Linked DNA regions of Rattus norvegicus: region 1 is linked to region 2. A link is a contact called in public Hi-C data. All regions are on one chromosome and are shown on one strand. Each heading gives the region's core, a stretch centred on a gene start, on an enhancer-like site or on the middle of the called end of the contact. The rest is flanking DNA. Distances are from core to core; before and after follow the strand shown. Region 1 holds the start of Mphosph8 (M-phase phosphoprotein 8). Region 2 overlaps Parp4 (poly (ADP-ribose) polymerase family, member 4).

Region 1 (5,273 bases), core at 2,732-5,231, 41 kb before region 2:
AAAAAAACAAGACTGATGTCTTGTTCTGATTATTAAGCAATGTGCACTCTTAAAATAGCAATGAAAAACTGGCAAGGCATTCAATGATTTTTAATAAACAGAGATTATTCTATCACACAAGCAACATTGTTTAGAATTTTTTCTTTGCCTTTTTTTTAAATTTCTGAGACATGTTTTTTCTCTGTGTAGCAACATGCCTGCGCGCTAGGATTAAAAGTGTGTACCAACACCACCTGAAGCAGTGGTACCCTTGTCCTTCTCTGACAATCTTATTCTCAGAGGTGAGATTTAAAAGGGGATGGAGAGCAGCACAAGGGCTGAGCAGGCAAAGGTGCTTCTGTGGTAAACGTGAGGTAAGAGACCCAGACACCACACAGACAGAGGGAACCAACAAAATGGCAGCGGGGTGGGGTGGGGGTAGGGGCTGCAGAGACCTATATAGCTTAACAGTTAAGAGCCCATGGGCTGGAGAGATGGCTTAGCGGTTAAGAGCACCCGACTGCTCTTCCAGAGGTCATGAGTTCAATTCCCAGCAACCACATGGTGGCTCACAACCATCTGTAAAGAGATCTGATGCCCTCTTCTGGTGTATCTGAAGACAGCTACAGTGTACTTATATATAATAAATGAATAAATAAAAAAAATTTAAAAAAAAAAAAAGAGCCTTTTTGGCTGCCAACACCAATAGGCAGCTCTCACTACTGGCTACAGTTTCAGGGGAGATCAACCTCTTCAGGTCTCCAAAGGCATCTAAAAACAAATAAATAATAAATCTTTAAAAAAATAAAATCAAGTGTGCTGCTGGGTATGGTGGTACACACCTACAATCCTTTGAGAAAAAGCAGAAAAAACAGTTACGGAGTCTGAGTCAAGCCTATGCTTCGTTGCAAATTTCAGGCAATCTTGGGCTATACTGTGAGAATTGTCTCAAAAATGGGGGGATTAAAAAAAAAGAGCACAGGTACCCACTGTTCTTGAAGAGAACCTGGACTGGGCCTGGTTTTGATTCCCAGTACCCACATGGAGGCTCACAGTGCCTGTAATTCCAGACCTAGGGGACCCAACACCCTTTACTGACTTCTCTAAGCCCAAGGTACACATGTGGTGCACATGCACATAAAATAAAAATCTAAAGAAAAAAATACACAGGCATATATAAAGTGGACACGTGGTTCAAACAATGCTTCATGAATGGTTCATGATATCCTTTACAAAATGCCATAAATTATCTAAATATCTACTTTCAACAGCTTAGTTAATCTTTACAATAGCCTATGACGCTATCACTTATTCTGTAATTGAAAACTGTAGATAGAATAAATAATTGGTCAAGAATCACAGAGGTAATTAGCAGCTCAGTTGAAACTCACAGGAGAGATCTGACTGTCCTATCTTCTAAATGCTGGTATTGAGGGAGTGTGCCACTCCACCAAGCTCAGCTTTTAAAAAAAAAAAGATATGGAGATCATGAATTTGAAAGTCAGCAAGGTGCGGTATATAGGAGGGTCTGGAGGGAGAAAAGGAAGTCAAAAGCTGGAGCAATCATTAAAGCTGCTTATTGGGGCTGGAGAGATGGCTCAGCGGTTAAGAGCACTGACTACTCTTCCAGAGGTCCTGAGTTCAATTCCCAGCAACCACATGGTGGCTCACAACCATCTGTAAAGAGATCCGATGCCCTCTTCTGGTGTATCTGAAGACAGCTACAGTGTACTTATACATAATAAATGAATAAATCTTTAAAAAAAAAAAAAGCTGCTTATTGATCTTATAGAAGGCCCTCGTTTGTTTTCCAGAATCCACTTCTAGCCATTCACAAGTGCCAGCTTGTGTGGGTATAGGTGTGCCACAGCTGCTGGTAGACCTTAGAGGACAAACTCAGTCTTGAACTTGCCTTTCACCATGAGATAGGGAGTCTGGTTATTCAACTGGACAAGAGGATAATATAGCAGGTAATTCTCCTGTCTCCATCTCCCACCCCTCTACAGGAACACCAAGTTTATAGACTGGCATTCAACTTTACATCAACTCTGGGGATTTGAATTCTGGCCCTACCTCTCTAGCTCCATAACGATAGTGAATTTCAATAATTTAACTCTCCCTTGACATGAAATGTTTCCTGTGTTAGTAACTGCAGGAAGGTCTCAGGCTCTATGCTAGCTTGGACTTCAGAGACCCGACCTCTTAGGTCTGCAGAGGGGAGCCTGGAGCTGCTGTCTCTGTGATTAGGAGCACTGGCTGCTCTTGCAGAAGATCTGGGATCCATTCCCAGCACCCATGTGGCAGCTCATAAGTATCTGTAATTTCAGTTCTAGGAGAACAAATGCCCTCTTCTCTGGGCACAAATGTAGTGCAGACAGACAGACATACAGGCTGAACAACTATACACATAAAAAATAGGCTACAATAGGGAGGCAGAGGCAGGAAGTTGTGAGTTTTAAGGCCAGCCTGGTCTACACAGAGAAACCCTGTGTCAAAAACAAAACAAAAGAGGAGTTCTCAGAGAAAAGCACCACTTTAAAGAAATCTCTACCAACAAGCCAACAGGGCACAGGGTAAACAGCAGTCCATTAACAAAAAGTTTGCCATTGGATTGAAAATTAACAGGTGAAAGTTGGCATATGGTAGGTAACAAATGACAGAAAATACAATAGAAACAAACCATCGTATAGGCATGATACCTATCTACAGCGCTTACCTTCTCCTTTCTCCAAACTCCCATTTCATTTACTCATTTAATAATCCCGGGGCTGGGGGACAGAGCTCTGCTGTAAACCTCTTGCCTAGCATGCCTGCAACCCTGGGTTCGAGTATCAGATAACGAATCTGCCCATGCTGTTACTGGACTAAGTGTCCGTGATTCAAGCATTAATATAAACCACATCCCCCGATTAAAAGAGCCCACAATCTAGAGCAGAAAAGACAAATGTAGAGATAAAAGACAAGGCCTTAAATAGAGGTCTCCACAGAGCTTAAGGACAGACGTGAAAGCACCTTTTTCTCAGGTAAGGGAAACGGGTGTGTGTGTGTGTGGTGTGTTAAAGGTATCACAAACAGATGGACCCCAAGACTTGGAATTTCCGCCGGGGACGACAATTGCAGTAAGGAGGATGTTAAGTGCCCGAGGATGATGTGTGAAGATTTTCCTTTCAAACTTAACTCTAAATCTCTGAGTTACAATCATAAAACAAGCAGAAAAGAAAGGGACACTGGGTTGGGAAACCTTTACCGTCCCGAGCACTCGGCGTGACTGGGGTTTAATTGTGAAGACGAATGAAAATTCCTGAATTTAAGTCAAGGAGCATTTTTTACTTCTAGAAAACATTGGGACAACGGTGTGGAGAAGGGACTATGACGACTCGTGGGATTTCCTCCAGTCCTTCCTAACGGAAAGCAGTAGCCCTAACCGTATACCCGAATACTGAAGGCCACAGAAGTCCCCCACCAGCTGCCTTGTATCCTACGACTCTCAACATTCCATGTCACTGCTTCGTCTCTTCTGCCAAAACACTTAGAACTACCCTAAGCATCCATCCTCCACAGACTGCGGTCAGGGTCCTCTCCAGGATGTCAGTCTGCGCTTACGGACCGGCACCATCCTTCTAGGCTGTTCCAGGCTGTTCCGCGTCCCACTCGGATTCACCCCCACCGCCCCCGCCCCTGCCCTCTGGCCGCGTCCTCGCCGCGCAGCCCCCACGTACTCCCTCGCACTTCATGTCCAGGATCCTCTCCACCTCGAAAACGTCCTCCCCATCCTCCTCGCTGTCCCCAACCGCCACCGTTCCCTTGGTGGCTGCGTCCTTCTCTTCGCCCGCTGCTCCACCTCCTTCCACCTCGGGAGATCGGCCAATGTTGTCCGGAACTGACATAACTAGCGCGGCCACACTCATGTTTTCCTCAGTAGCCGCCGCCATCACAAACGCTGTGCAAACCAACGCGAAAAACCGCCAGCGACGTACGGCGAGACAGCTCCGCGCGCTGGCCGCTCCGCCCTAATCCGCTTCTGCGGCGTGACTCGACAGTGGGAGAAGCCAGCCAATTGTGGGCGTCGAGTCTCGGATTGACACACAGAGTGGCCAATCCTGCAAAGGGGCGCTCCCAGGAGCCCTGGGGAGTTCGCGGGAAGTGGATGGGCGGGTCGAAAGGCTTTCTGAGGAAGAACGCTGCCTCGGGGTCGAGCGGAAGGGGTCGGGGGGGGGGGGTAGAGTGCGAGGGGCGGTCCTAGCATGTAACCTCCCTGACGCCAGGGAGGCTGGCTGTCTGTGGAGACCTGTTGTTTGGATAATCTCAGGGAGACCTTGAGGGTTCTGGGAAAGGAACCCTCGGTGTTAACGAGACTGGTCTTTGCGGAATGACTGCCCAGGAATGTTTTCACACTTACATACGGTTTTGGCTGGCGTAAATGGTGTCAGTAGTAGAATCAATTGCATATAGCCTATAGGGATATTTCATTTTAATGAGTAGCATTTAAAGATAATGGGGACCCGGGAGGTGGCTCAGCGCTCTGATCGCTAAGTATTAGGACCTGAGTTTAATTTCTAAGGATCCACAAAGCGAGAAAATTCCCTCAATCTCTTGCGCGCGCGCGCGCACACACACACACACACACACACTCACACACACACACATACACAACACTGATGGAGGCAGGGAGGGAAGGAAATGAAAAGCTCAAGTCTGTAATTCCCGCACTGAAGACGCTGAGACTGCAGGATTTTTTGAAGAATTCAAGGTCAACCTACACAGCAAGACACTATATCAAGTAAATAATAATTTATCGGATTTACTTGTCGGCCTTTGAATTTACTTGTTGGCCTTTGGAAGTAGTTCAATGATAGAGTGTCTGGCAGGTGAAGGTTGGAGGCATAGTCCAGCACCTGAGTAAAAGTTGGTTCTTTCCTTCGAAATAGAGAGCTCAGGTTGCCTGGCTTGCCCCGGTTTGGGCTATATTTAATTAATTGGATCATTCACACCTGATAAACCAAGCCAAAACCATGTATGTGTTTGTCCCCAAGTTCCCTTGCTTCTTATTAAATTGAAAATAACAGAGGCAGGTATGGGGTTGATGCAAGAGAAACGTAAGTAATAATGATGCTACAAAGAGTTCACAAAGAAGCTTGCCTCCCATATGACTGGAAGGTACCAGGCTTATTACAAAGTCTAGGAAACAAATTTGTGGGCCAAAATTGAAGTTTTTGGGTTGCTGAGAAAGTTTCTGTTAGTGTTTGTGCCCTAAGATTGACCTCCAATGAGCCTCCATTCCCACAACAAAAGGA
Region 2 (4,844 bases), core at 2,283-4,782:
AAACTCCTCTCCAATTTTGACAAACTGGACAAGTAGGTAACAACATTTGCAGTTGGCACCTGAACTGGGGAGTTTATGGTGCTATGCTCTTACCCCGGGGCTCTGTAAAGACTAGACAGTGTCGGAAGGTGGTGGTGCAGGAATGTAGTATCAGCACTCAAGAGGCCGAGGCAGCAGGAAGGCTTCAAGTTCAAGGCCATCTCGAGTTAGATAGTATCTCAAATGGAAACAAAAGAACCACATTTTGTTTTGAGAAAAGGCCTATGTAGCCCAGGCTGGCCTGGAACATGCTTTGTAGACAAGGATGAACTCAAACTTCCAATCCTAATGCATCTACCTCTCAAGTACTGGGGCTGTAAGAATGAACACACAATTACAAGTAAATATATCTACTTGTAAGCTAATCTTACCCCTGGACGGATCCAAGACTCCCAGATGAAGACCCATTAAAGAGCCGTGCCCCCATCCCAGGTGCACAGATAACCTCCTGACCACTCTCCATGTGTGTGCTGACTTATCAGCATAGAATGACATAGGAAATACATGGAACTTATATGTGAAAACTGACAATTATAACTTTCTGCCCATAGCTTAAGTTTGTGAGTTCCTGGAAATGGCAGAGCCCTCAATTTGCTTGGCTAGTGCTTTCCCAATGAGTTCTACCCACAGCCTGGCAGTTTGAGATTTGAATCTTACAGTCCCAGTTGTCTTCTGAAGCTCTGTAGTTGACACCATTGTGCAAAATTCTTTCTCTTGGATGAATGCACACAGGGATGCCTGAAACAGGAGAAACACAAGTGCTCTGTTAGCATTTCTGCTCCCAGTGTGTGCTAATGGTGCCGCACCCCTTCTGGCCACCCCCTCCTCTCCCAAGAGAAATCAAGAGCTTCCCTGGCCAGAGGGGAACCATAGTGCCAAGAAGAGGGGAAGAACCATAGCGAAATCCATCGTCTTCCCCATGGTGTAAGGAGCTCTGCCTTTCTTACCTGTGTACAATGAGGAATGAATCCATAGACCAGGAGTCGATCATTGTGAAACAAGGAGGGCACGCACGTGGGAGCCTGCAGGGGCTCAGGGGCATCTCTGCTAAGCTGCTGCCACTTCACAGAGACGGAGTGACAACTTGGGGAGTGTATCCTGGCCATTTGGGCTTCTATCTATAATACAAGAGAAAATACTTCTCCTTTAATGTTAACATCTAAAAACAAACACAGAGCCAGCCAGTTGGCCGGACCCTTGAGTGCTTGCCTTGTATAAATGGTTGTATGGTTTCAATCTCTAGTATGGCAAAGTCAACAAACCCAGAAATAGTTACTTAACACTTAGAAACTTACATTATGTCTTTGAGGATTTTATAGTTTTTTTTTCCCTTCCTGTCACTGGGGGAGATATTTTATTTTAAACAAGGTTTTAATATCTAGTCCTGGCTGACTTGGAACTTGCTCTGTAGACCAGGCTGGTCTCAAATTTATAGTGATCTACCTGCCTCTGTCTCTTGAGTGCTGGGATTAAAGGTGCCATCAGCTTAAATAAATACATTTAAGTTTCTTGTTTCAGCTTGTGGCGATGGCTCAACAATGGGAGCACTTGTCACACAAGCTGGGCAGCTCTGGATCATAGCCAGTGGGAATGGGAACTGTGCAGCTGCTGTGCAAAAAAGAGTTCCCCTCCTGAGTACAAACCCAGAGCTGAACAACTGGAAGGGCTCGACAGGTAGTGTGTGCCAGCATTCACGCAAGCACCATTCACAGCAGCCTGTGGTGGGAATAGGCCACGTTCACTGATAATTACCAAATACAACGAGGTGTCTGTGCACCTCTCCCAGTCTCTCTCTATCTCTCCCTTTATCACCTATTTATGATAGAATAATCATATATGAGTATTTGACACACTATTATTCATCCCTCAGATGGGCATTGTGACCCATGCCTGTAATCTCAACACTTGGATTGATGGGGCAGTAGGGTCAGGAGTTCAAGTCCATCCTCAGCTCATCCTGGGTTACATGAGATTCCTTTTATCAAAACCCAATTAAAAAAAAGAATAAAATATTTGGCCTTAAAATGAAAAGAAATTCTGTCAACAACACAATACCGATAAGTCTTGTGGGCATTACGCTAAGTTAAATAAGCCAGACACAAAAGAACAAATGTTTTATGCCTGTGCATCTAGAAATATCTGGAAAAGGCAAACTCAAAAAGATTGGAAATAGAACAGATATTGTCCAGCACTGAAGGCAATAAGAGTTATTATTATATTTAATTTATATTAAATTATTGTAGACTAGATGTGAGGTTCTGAAAATGGCTGGAAATGATGGTTAGACCACTTTGGATTTGTAAGTCTTGTGGGCATCATGATTTACGCAAATCACGATGAAGGACTAGCCATGGGGTGTGGTCACGTCTGTAATCCAGTGCTGTGGGGCACAGGGAAGAGAGGTGCTGAGAATAAAGGCATACACTGCCCTGTCCGGCTTGGCCTCTCTTATTATTAAAGATGTATTAAAACCTCTGACTTCGGGGCTGGGGATTTAGCTCAGTGGTAGAGCGCTTACCTAGGAAGCGCAAGGCCCTGGGTTTGGTCCCCAGCTCCGGAAAAAAAAAAAGAACCAAAAAAAAAAAACCTCTGACTTCCTTGTAGGTCTTGCCTATTCACAAAAGGTAGAAGTCACTACCAGACTTGTAAGAAGACAGGATTTCTATATGTAAACAAACGAGTACAGATAAGATATTTTAAAAAGAAACCTACATACCTGTTTTTTCCAACTGTGCTTAGATTTTGAGTTAAAATACTCAAACACTCCAGCACCACACTGAGACAAGGTCCTTAGGATGTGACGATTCGCTGTAGAACTGAGCACATTTCACACATTTTAATTAAAGACATTTTTTTTTTCAGACAAGGTTTCTCTGTATAATAGCCCTGACTGTCCTGGAACTCATTTTATAGACCAGGCTGTCCTCGAAATCACCGAAATCCACCTGCCTCTGCCTCATTTTTTTCTTCTTCTTTTGAATTTTAATTATTATTATTATTATTTTTTTTATAAAAGTCTCATTCTGTAACCCAGGCTATTCTTGAACTTGGGGCAACCTTTCCACCTCTTACAGGTATGTAACATTATGACGGGCTGAGATGCATTAGTCTTACTCAGTGGCCTGTGCTGGCCTTGAACTTGTTTCTTAACTTCAACCTGTCACTAGCTGAGATTATAAATTTGTGCCATGACACCCAGTAATTTTCAAGACATTCTAGACATAGTTGGTAAACAGATGTTAACGATGTCAAGAAAAATGAGGGAAGAATTTACTTTTCTGTTCCCGAGTTAAACAGATTAAATGCAGCCAGGGTGCTGCTCATGGTCAAGCATACCCAAGGCAAGTGGGGCTCTTGAGTCAATGTAGCCTTGGCAAAATGTAGGGGGTACAAAGTCCTTGTGCAGATTAGCATTAGGAAATCCAGGACTGTTAATCATGCAGGGTTGCCTCTTCAAAGGAAGAGTTGTGCAACCTGTTTTCTACCCCGAAGGCGGGGAGTGGAGATGGTCAGTAGTCTGGTGACCTCTGTGCTATCTGCATGATGGTGACCACAATAGCTCCCTTAAGGTAACCTGTAAGAGCTTTGATGTGACTATGCCTTAAGCTTCATTGTACACACAGGATTGTTTTATACCAAGAAACCCCCCCCCCCAAATGTATTGTGCTCAAATATGCCTAAAATAAACGTCCCGGTTCAGACTCTAGAAATGTGAATGAACACTTTCTAGTGAGTTGTGTTGAAGCAGACTTCTTTCTTGCCTCACACAAATGACACTCTTTCTGGCCAGGGTGTTTGCAGAGACCTCCACAGCAGAAATATCAAACAGTAAATAAAGCCAGGCAGTTGGCGCTGCATTCCTCTATTCCCAGTGCTTGGAAGGCAGAGGCAGGTAGATCTCTAAGTTGAGGTTAGCCTGGTCTACAGAGTGAGACCTTGTCTTAAAACAAACCAAAACAACCGATACAAAGGGGAAACAAAATAAACAGAGGTGTGGAGAGAGGTGTGGGAGCAGCCAGTTCCACTTTTATTGAAAGAATAAAGATTTTTAAACTATCCCCCACTGTCCCTGCTGTGAGGGCCAGTGCACCTCACAAAAGAATAACATCACATGTTATGGGAAAGTAGTCCGGCCATAGACCACCTGGCCTCGATAAGGCCTAGCTCTGCATAGACCATCCGGCCTCAATAAGGCCTGACTCAACGTAAGACACCTGGCCTCAATAAGGCCTGACTTACCAGTCCTGAGGAAAAAGAGTTGGGGTCAGCTTACCCCAGAGGCAGGGTGGACTGGAGTTGGACTGAGCCCAAGCTAGATCATGTGTGCCAATGTAAACAAACCAGTAAAATTGCTTTGCTTTGTGTGGCTGTTGCCAACTGCCTATGTAATTTTCCCTATAAATACCTTCCCCTAGTTGGGCTCGGGGTCGACTCTTCTGTCTCCTGTGTGAGATACGTGTCGTTCCCAGAGCTCTGGTTCCTCAAATACACCTCTTGTTCATTACATCAAGACCGGTTTCTTGTGAGTTCTTGGGGGTTGTGTTGTCTCGAGATTTGAGTGGGGGTCTTCCCCACCCCCCTGGTCTTTCATTATCATCAGTAGCGGTGGAGTGCCTTCAGAGGCTTTGAGGAAGCTGGGATAGAGCCCAGAGCTTGTACTCAGGGTTCACTTGCAGTCTACAAACCATCTCCTAATCTGCCTTACCTCCTGCCTCAGAACAGGGGTTCCTGGTGTCCTGGGGTAGAAGCTGTGCAGGAAGAATGTCTGGGCTTCAGGGCCAGCCACCAGGCAGGGGCCCTGCGGG

The links. A called contact is a pair of places that touch in the nucleus more often than the background predicts.
Region 1: a Hi-C map of liver shows a contact between it and region 2, with 2.5 times the contacts expected there. The contact joins the promoter of Mphosph8 here to the enhancer-like site in region 2. A contact is called at or near these places in 2 of 12 Hi-C or Micro-C datasets (hepatocytes and liver).

Annotation. Positions count from the first base shown.
Region 1 is chr15:34,914,877-34,920,149 of GRCr8, reverse strand. It overlaps Mphosph8 (M-phase phosphoprotein 8), which reads right to left and starts at 3,981. Exons shown (of 14, transcript NM_001017375.2): 1 at 3,699-3,981. The coding sequence starts at 3,911.
Region 2 is chr15:34,873,364-34,878,207 of GRCr8, reverse strand. It overlaps Parp4 (poly (ADP-ribose) polymerase family, member 4), which reads right to left. Exons shown (of 34, transcript NM_001427093.1): 25 at 2,756-2,855; 26 at 987-1,157; 27 at 697-777. Among named protein-coding and RNA genes, the nearest start is that of Mphosph8, 40 kb to the left of the region's middle. Within about 2 kb of position 3,532, at least 4 of the 93 cell types and tissues checked have an H3K27ac peak or open chromatin away from gene starts, as enhancers often do. A contact at or near this core is called in liver, where this site is marked.